Linked DNA regions of Mus musculus: region 1 is linked to region 2. The links are chromatin contacts, called in public promoter capture Hi-C maps. All regions are on one chromosome and are shown on one strand. Each heading gives the region's core, a stretch centred on a gene start, on an enhancer-like site or on the middle of the called end of the contact. The rest is flanking DNA. Distances are from core to core; before and after follow the strand shown.

Region 1 (3,327 bases), core at 113-2,612, 380 kb before region 2:
ATACTTAACTTACACTTGACTTTCCATCTCCCTCCTCTGGCAGATGTCAGGATACACACACAGACACACAGACACACAGACACACAGACACACACACACACACACACACACACACATATATATATATATATATATACACATACACATATACATATTTATATATATACATATATGTATATAATATTATATATATTTTTTAACCTTACCTGCCATGTTGTTTTTCTCCCAAATTATAATAAAATTGTTCTCAGGCTTCCTTTTGTGTCTATTTAAATTCTTTATTAACAAGACCATTGACCCAAAAAGGGAACCTTGATTTCTCCCAATGACAATAAGAATCTCTGCCAAAATTTGCACTAAGTTTTGTCTCCCCCAAATGATGCTCCTCCCAGAGCATCAGAGAGTAGCCTTATTTGGAAATGGGGTTTATGCAGGTGTAATCAGCTAAGATAAATTCATACAGGATTGCTATGGACCTTAGTCTGATGCTTGATGGCCTTCTAAGGAAACAGAGATGTAGACAGAGGGGAAGCCAACCATGGAAGAGTAGGGGGGACACGGACACTGCATGTAAAAGCCAAGTTGGACAAGCAGGGGCACTGACCTGAAGAAACTAGGGCAGAGGCCAGCAGTCTTCCATGATCCTTTCACACCTGGATTTCAGGCCTCTGGCCTCCAGAAGGATGAGAGAATGCATTTTTGTTCCTCTAAGCCATCTGGATTATAGTTGTTTTACTTTGTTTTAATTATGGAAGTCACAGGAATGAATATATAGTTCACCTTAGAGGATCTCTCTGGTATTCAGAGAAAAGCGCCTGCCCTGTGCATTTCCTGCCTCTCTGTTCATGGCTGCCTGCCAACTAGGCTTTCCTCCTTAAACTAAAGGGGCAAACCCTTGCTTCTGTCTAGGTGTCCCCAAATGGCCCCATTTTGGGGTTCTCTCTCATGCCTGTTTAGTGTAGATGCTTCTATGAGCTATACAGTAGTCCTCTTTATTGGAAATTCCACTTTCTTGTCCTCACAATACTGGGCTCTTTGTGGGCAGGGGCTGTGGCTCTCCTGTTGTGTCCAGTACAGGATCTAGAGCCAGGGACTGGGGCAAACCTTCCTGGGTTGCATTCATCTGTTCATGTTGAGGCTACACACGCTGAAGCTGGACTTTGGGGCCAGCAGCCATCTCAGGCTCAGTCTGGATTTGTGTTGGGAACCCCCTTTGCTCCAAAGTGTCCCTTTAAAGACAGTAAAGAGGTTTTCTGAGGGCCTAGAAGTCCTAAGCCCATTGGCTAGACCTTCTGGGAGAACTGGGGGCCAATTTGCATAAAAATGAAGGCTGGCTTCATTGAAATTCTCCTCATCTTGAATGCAGCGGAAAAACCAGGAAGAAAAGGAAAGTTTTAGTCCTGAGCAATTTACTGCCTAGGAACATTCTGAGCTTCTGAAAACAGAGAGGAAATGGGGCCCTCCGGGTCACTTCAGGCACCGCCCACCTCAGCCCCATGCCCGCCCCCCGCTGCCCCCTCAAGGCCAGCCTCTCACTGTGGGAGACCGCACTGTCTTCGGTGAATGCACACAGCAGATGCCACGCGGTTCTGAAGCAGGATACTGCTGTCTGTCCAGGGACTCCAACATGCCTGACAGCAGAGATGATCAGCAGCAGGGGGCCAGCTTGGGGACCTCCCAAGACAACTCGCAAACCAGGTGGGTTCAGTGCTCCAAGGTCAGCACGTGGGGCTTGGGGCTCCATATCACGATGTGATGCTGGAGGACCTGAAGCAAGCTGCCCCTCTTTCTGAGTCTCGGTTTCTTCGCCAGATCTCTGTGAAGGAAAAAGAGCAGGGCAGGGACATTTATCCTTCGGAGTGTGATTCAGTGTGTCTGTTCCTCTGTTGGCCGTTAGAGATTCAACTGAGGTACAAGTCACATTGGTATTAAGAAAGACTTTTTTTTCAGTCAGCAAGCACGTTCCTTTGTCTCCCCATGGTTGGAGGTGACCTGGTATATGGTAGGAGCGGGCAGGCAATGACCGAAAAGTTCGAGGGAGCACCCATGGTTTCCATTCCAGCCTGCTATGACCTTGGAAAGTCTCTGGCCCTCTCTGTCCGTACCTGAACAGAGATTGAGGTTATCTCTGATATGGAGGAACTGCATTTGTGTCCCATAAGAGAGCAAGAACAGAAGAGTGGAAGATAGGGCTCAGAGAGAGCAGTGTGCTAAACAGCTGGGCTGTCTACAGGGTAGGTCAAGGACAAGGAATCTGCAAGGTTTGAAAACGCTCAAGAACATGACCACTGTCCTTGTAAGGACTATGTGGGAAGAGGTGTGACAGATGAGAAGACATGTTAATGTGCCCCATTAGGTCCCCTGGACAAACTCATCAGGAGAGTGGGCTGCTGTTTACCTAGAAACAGTATCCCTTCCCCCTGTATGGATGGCAAGTGTAGGGGAGCAACTGTGGCCCTGAACAATTCTATGCTCTTGGCATAGGAAGGCCTGGGCCCTGGAGGTTCTGGGTCTATTCTGGGTAGCATCACTCATGATGTCATGAGGTCAGTGAGCAGGGGCCATCCCGACATCCCAGGTGATATTTCCAGATGTCTGGAAAGTTCAGCTCTCAAAAATGAAGAATAGCGTCTGCTGGTTTTCAAAGTCCCTTGTTCCACTTAGTGAGGGCTGGTGAGTTTGTCCAGAGAACCTAATAGGGCACGCATGTTAAGTCTTCCCATTTGTCCCATCTCTTTCTGCATAGGGTCAGTAGCTCCAGTGTTTGCTGAAGTCCATGTATCGGGTCTATGTTGACAGGGACTTAGCCAATAGGGAGGAATTTTGAACATCTGAGCTCACAGGCTCTAGGTCTGCCTCACTGATAACACAGATAGAGGTGGTCAAACCTGGGAGCCATCTTCAGCTTGGGCAGCAAAGGACTCTGTCGTGGGAAGGAGCACAGGTTCAGGAGGTCCCTGCAGGACAGACAGGGACTGGAAGCCAGGGTTAGAGTGTCAGCTCTATCGCCTGCTTTCTGAGCAACATTGAGTAAATTGTTGACGCTCTCCGATTTTCAATGTGTCTCTCTGTGCAATTGAAGATGACCTTGACTTCTTCCTTGACCTTGATCATATATGAAGATGGTTTCAGAGATCCAGGGGCACACACACCACAGACACAGTAACCCCAGAACAAATCCCAGGGCATCTTGGCAGCAGACTGCAAAGCAGACTTGAGCTCTAGTCGGGCTCCGCTCCTGACTTATTCTGTGACTCAAGGCAAGACATACTCTCTCTGAGCCTCACTTTCCCCATCTATCCAACAGGGGAAGTGAATATACCCTGG
Region 2 (3,374 bases), core at 59-2,558:
TTGGAGAATGTAGAGAGAGGCCCAGGGGTGTTGTGGCACAAGTCTGTAATCCTGACACCCAGGCAGGGGAAGAGTTGAAGTCCAAGGTCACCCTTGGCTACAACAGCCAGTTGAAGGCCATCCTAGGTTACATGAAACTGTCAAAGGAAGGAAGGGAGGAAGGAAGGGAGGAAGGGAGGGAGGGAGGGAGGGAGGGAGGGAGGGAGGGAGGGAGGGAAGGAGGGAAGAGTGGGTGCTTAACAGAAAAAAAAAAAAGATTAATGCCGGAACCTTCCCTGGCTGCATACAGACGTTGCATGTAAGAGACAGCTCACACCAGCAGTTCTGGCTTTCCATTCTTCTGAGCTTGTGAAGCGACCCACATTAAGAACCTTGGCTTCATTAGTGTGTATTCGCACTCTAATAAAAGTTACACTGCATCAGTCCCTCCTATTTGGAACAGCTTGAGAGCCACAGACAACTTCCAGCAACTAGGTGGCAAGTTTGGTTATATTCTTACAGGAATGAGCCCGGGCCAGATGGGAAGGAAGCCTAACTACTAGACTGTGCCAGGCAAAGGACTCCTTTGTTGAAGAAAAGTCTCCTCTTTGGTTTCCGAGACTCTGTGGGTCAGTTCACACCCAGGAAACTTTTGACAAAAGTTGAGAAAGGCTCTTAATACTGCTCACGTCCCTCATTTACCTGCAGACTCAAAAGATGTCAGAAGTGAAGGCTTGCCCTGCCCGGTCCCTGTAGATAAAAAGACTGATCTCAAAAGAGTTAAGCAGAGTGCCAGGATGACCTCCTTAGCCACACAGATACCCAAGATTCTCTCTAGGACCTTGCCCCTGGCCAGGGGATCCCGGCTCCCATCACCTCCCTCTGCCCCAGCCTGACGGGGGCGCCACGGGGACGAGCCCCTGCCTACCGGCACCATGGAGTAGGTCATCATCATCATCATGTCCTGGCTCTCCGCACGGATGTGTGACGCAGGCTCGCCGTTGTGGCTGCGCTTGTTGCGCGCTGCGCTCATGGGGTCCTGGGATGGTTCGGGGACCCGGCCCGGCGCACGACTCAATTCGGCCAGAAAGGCGCGTAGGGCGCTGTCCTCGCGCTGCTCTCGGCCGCGTTGAGCCTCCAGCGCCCGTAGCGCCGCGCTTAACCCCCGCCACTGGCACAGCACGAACACGGTGCCCGCGGCGTTCAGTGCGGACAGCAGCGCTATGGCCACCAGGGCGCCGCGCAGCCCCCAGCCTGTAGCCCCTTGGCCTCGCTCTGCGGCTCGGGTCATGTCTGCGTGCTCAGGCCGGGCGGCTCAGGGCAGCACTGGGCCTCCTCCCGCAGTGGCAGAGGCTTTAAAGCCTCGCGTGAGCCGTGGGCTGGTGGCAGAGCCGTGAGTCAGGCTGTCTTTAGACCCGTCTGGCGAAGCGGGTTGGGGACAGTAGTGGTGGCGCCCCAGAAGCCCAGAGGGACAGGCGGGCAGCAAGGGGGTGAGAAGCCAGAGGAGACAAGTGCGGAGGAGGGGCGACCAAGCAAATAGCAAACAGGCCTCCCTTCCTTTTCTTGCTGTCCTGCCCGTGGGCATTGCCAGGGTCCAGACAGGCATAGTCAGGGTCAGACTGAGGAGGAGGGCAGGAATTCTTAAAGCCTGAGAAGTTTCTAGATTCCACCCCCTTATCCCTCCAGTCGTCTTTGGAGAAAACCATAAGCATGCCCTGTTCTTGGGAGGTCTGCTGCTTGGGCCCAGGCCCAGGCCCAGGCTGCCCATCACCCCTCCTCAAGGCCACCATGTGCCTATGGAAGAAAGACCCTAAGAGATCTTTCCCAGAAAGGGGACAGTGGAAGACAGGGAGATGGTTGGCATTAGAAGTGTAAAAAGTCACCCATCAGAACCAGAAAAGCCAGGTTGGCTTAGCAAGCAAGGATCATCCCAAAAAACGACTTCTAGGACGAAGAACTTGCCCTTGAGACCCAGACCAGAGAGGAGGCAGAATGATGAGGAAAAAGGATTTTGGAGACCTGGTTCCAAAGCCAGCGGCCAATGCCAGACATCTGGGAGTGGCATGATCGCCAGTGTCCTTTCTCAGTCTCCCACCCCCACCTCCCTGTTGGAGATCAAAGCCAGGGTTTTGCAACAGCTAGGCAAGAGCTCTACTTCAGAGCCACACAGGATTTCACTACCTAGCTCAAACTGGTCTTGAAGCCACTCCCGCTTCAGCCTGAGTGCTGGAACTACAGGCATGTTTTCCATTTTATGTATTTATTATTTTATGTGTATGTGTATTTTGTCTGTGTATGTGTGTGTACACTAGGTGTGTGCCTAGTGCCCACAGAGACCGGAAGGAAGGTATCAGAATTAAGGCGTTGCCTGCCTCCATGTAGGTGCTGGGAATTGAACCTGGGGTACTTTGGAAGAGCAGCCAATTCTTTTAACCACTGATCCATCTCTCTAGTCCCTACCAGGGCTATTCTAAGCAAATTCCTGCAAACATATTGAAGTTCTTTTCAGCTGAAGGACTGCAGAGCCTGCTTAGGACTGGAAACTCCTCTAAGCTCGGGTGCCTGCTCTGATCCAAGAGTCTGTGTTCCACGCTGGATACAGTGGTGCACATCTCAAAACAAACCCAGCACTCTGGAGGCAGCAGCCGCTGCCGCTTGAGTTTGACACCAGACTGGATAAGTCCGTGATAGTGAGACCCCGTCTCAAAACCCTTTCCCACGACCACCAGTTTTTGAATTGAGTCACTTCAGAGCTTTGTCAGAAGACCTCTTCACTCTGTCAGCTTCTCTCAGAATGGCACTACTTCCCTAGAAACCCAGGACTTTCAAGGGGTCAGTCCTGGTCAGATGGGAAGACTCAAGTAGAGGCCAATTGCTGGTCTCCACAGTCAGATAACCCAAAGAGACAGTGGTTCTCTGCAGCCAGCTCACCTGCTGTGGTCAAGGAGAAGGGCTCTTTTAGCTCTTCTGGCCTGGGAGCCACAACTTTTTGAGCCAGTCCTGGGGAAAGAATAGATCACAATATGGATGGGGCCGAGGACAAGGGGACAGTGGAGCTTTGTACCTCCCTCCATAGCACTGCCATCCAGTTTGTACTGGTAGCCTCCTTACCGACAGAGAGAATATGCGGTTTGGATCAGACTTATTTTCAGGTTGAACTATGTCTCGGAGAAGCCCAAGTTCCATCTTAACCACAGTCCTGAGTCCAGGTTCAGAAGCTTGGGCTTCAGCAGGAACTCCAACCAACTTGAATATTTTTAGAAGAGCAGCTACTGGACATGGAATTTAGAAATCAGGAAGGGCCAGAATGTGATACCTGAAGGGGGAAATGATATCAATAACTTTCTCCCGTTCCTCCTATCTCAAATGTATTATTATCCTGTTGGAAGAATTGT

The links. Promoter capture Hi-C pulls out the DNA fragments that hold promoters and counts their contacts.
Region 1: a contact with region 2 is called in a promoter capture Hi-C map of pre-B cells, with 2.5 times the contacts expected there. The contact joins the promoter of Acsbg1 here to the promoter of Gldn in region 2. A contact is called at or near these places in 4 of 39 promoter capture datasets (cranial neural crest, hippocampal neurons, pre-B cells and 1 more).

Annotation. Positions count from the first base shown.
Region 1 is chr9:54,659,920-54,663,246 of GRCm38.p6, reverse strand. It overlaps Acsbg1 (acyl-CoA synthetase bubblegum family member 1), which reads left to right and starts at 1,362. Exons shown (of 14, transcript NM_053178.2): 1 at 1,362-1,698. The coding sequence starts at 1,577.
Region 2 is chr9:54,284,420-54,287,793 of GRCm38.p6, reverse strand. Gldn (gliomedin) reads right to left here and starts at 1,308. Exons shown (of 10, transcript NM_177350.5): 1 at 908-1,308. The coding sequence starts at 1,270. The region is part of intron 1 of Gldnos (gliomedin, opposite strand); the gene reads left to right.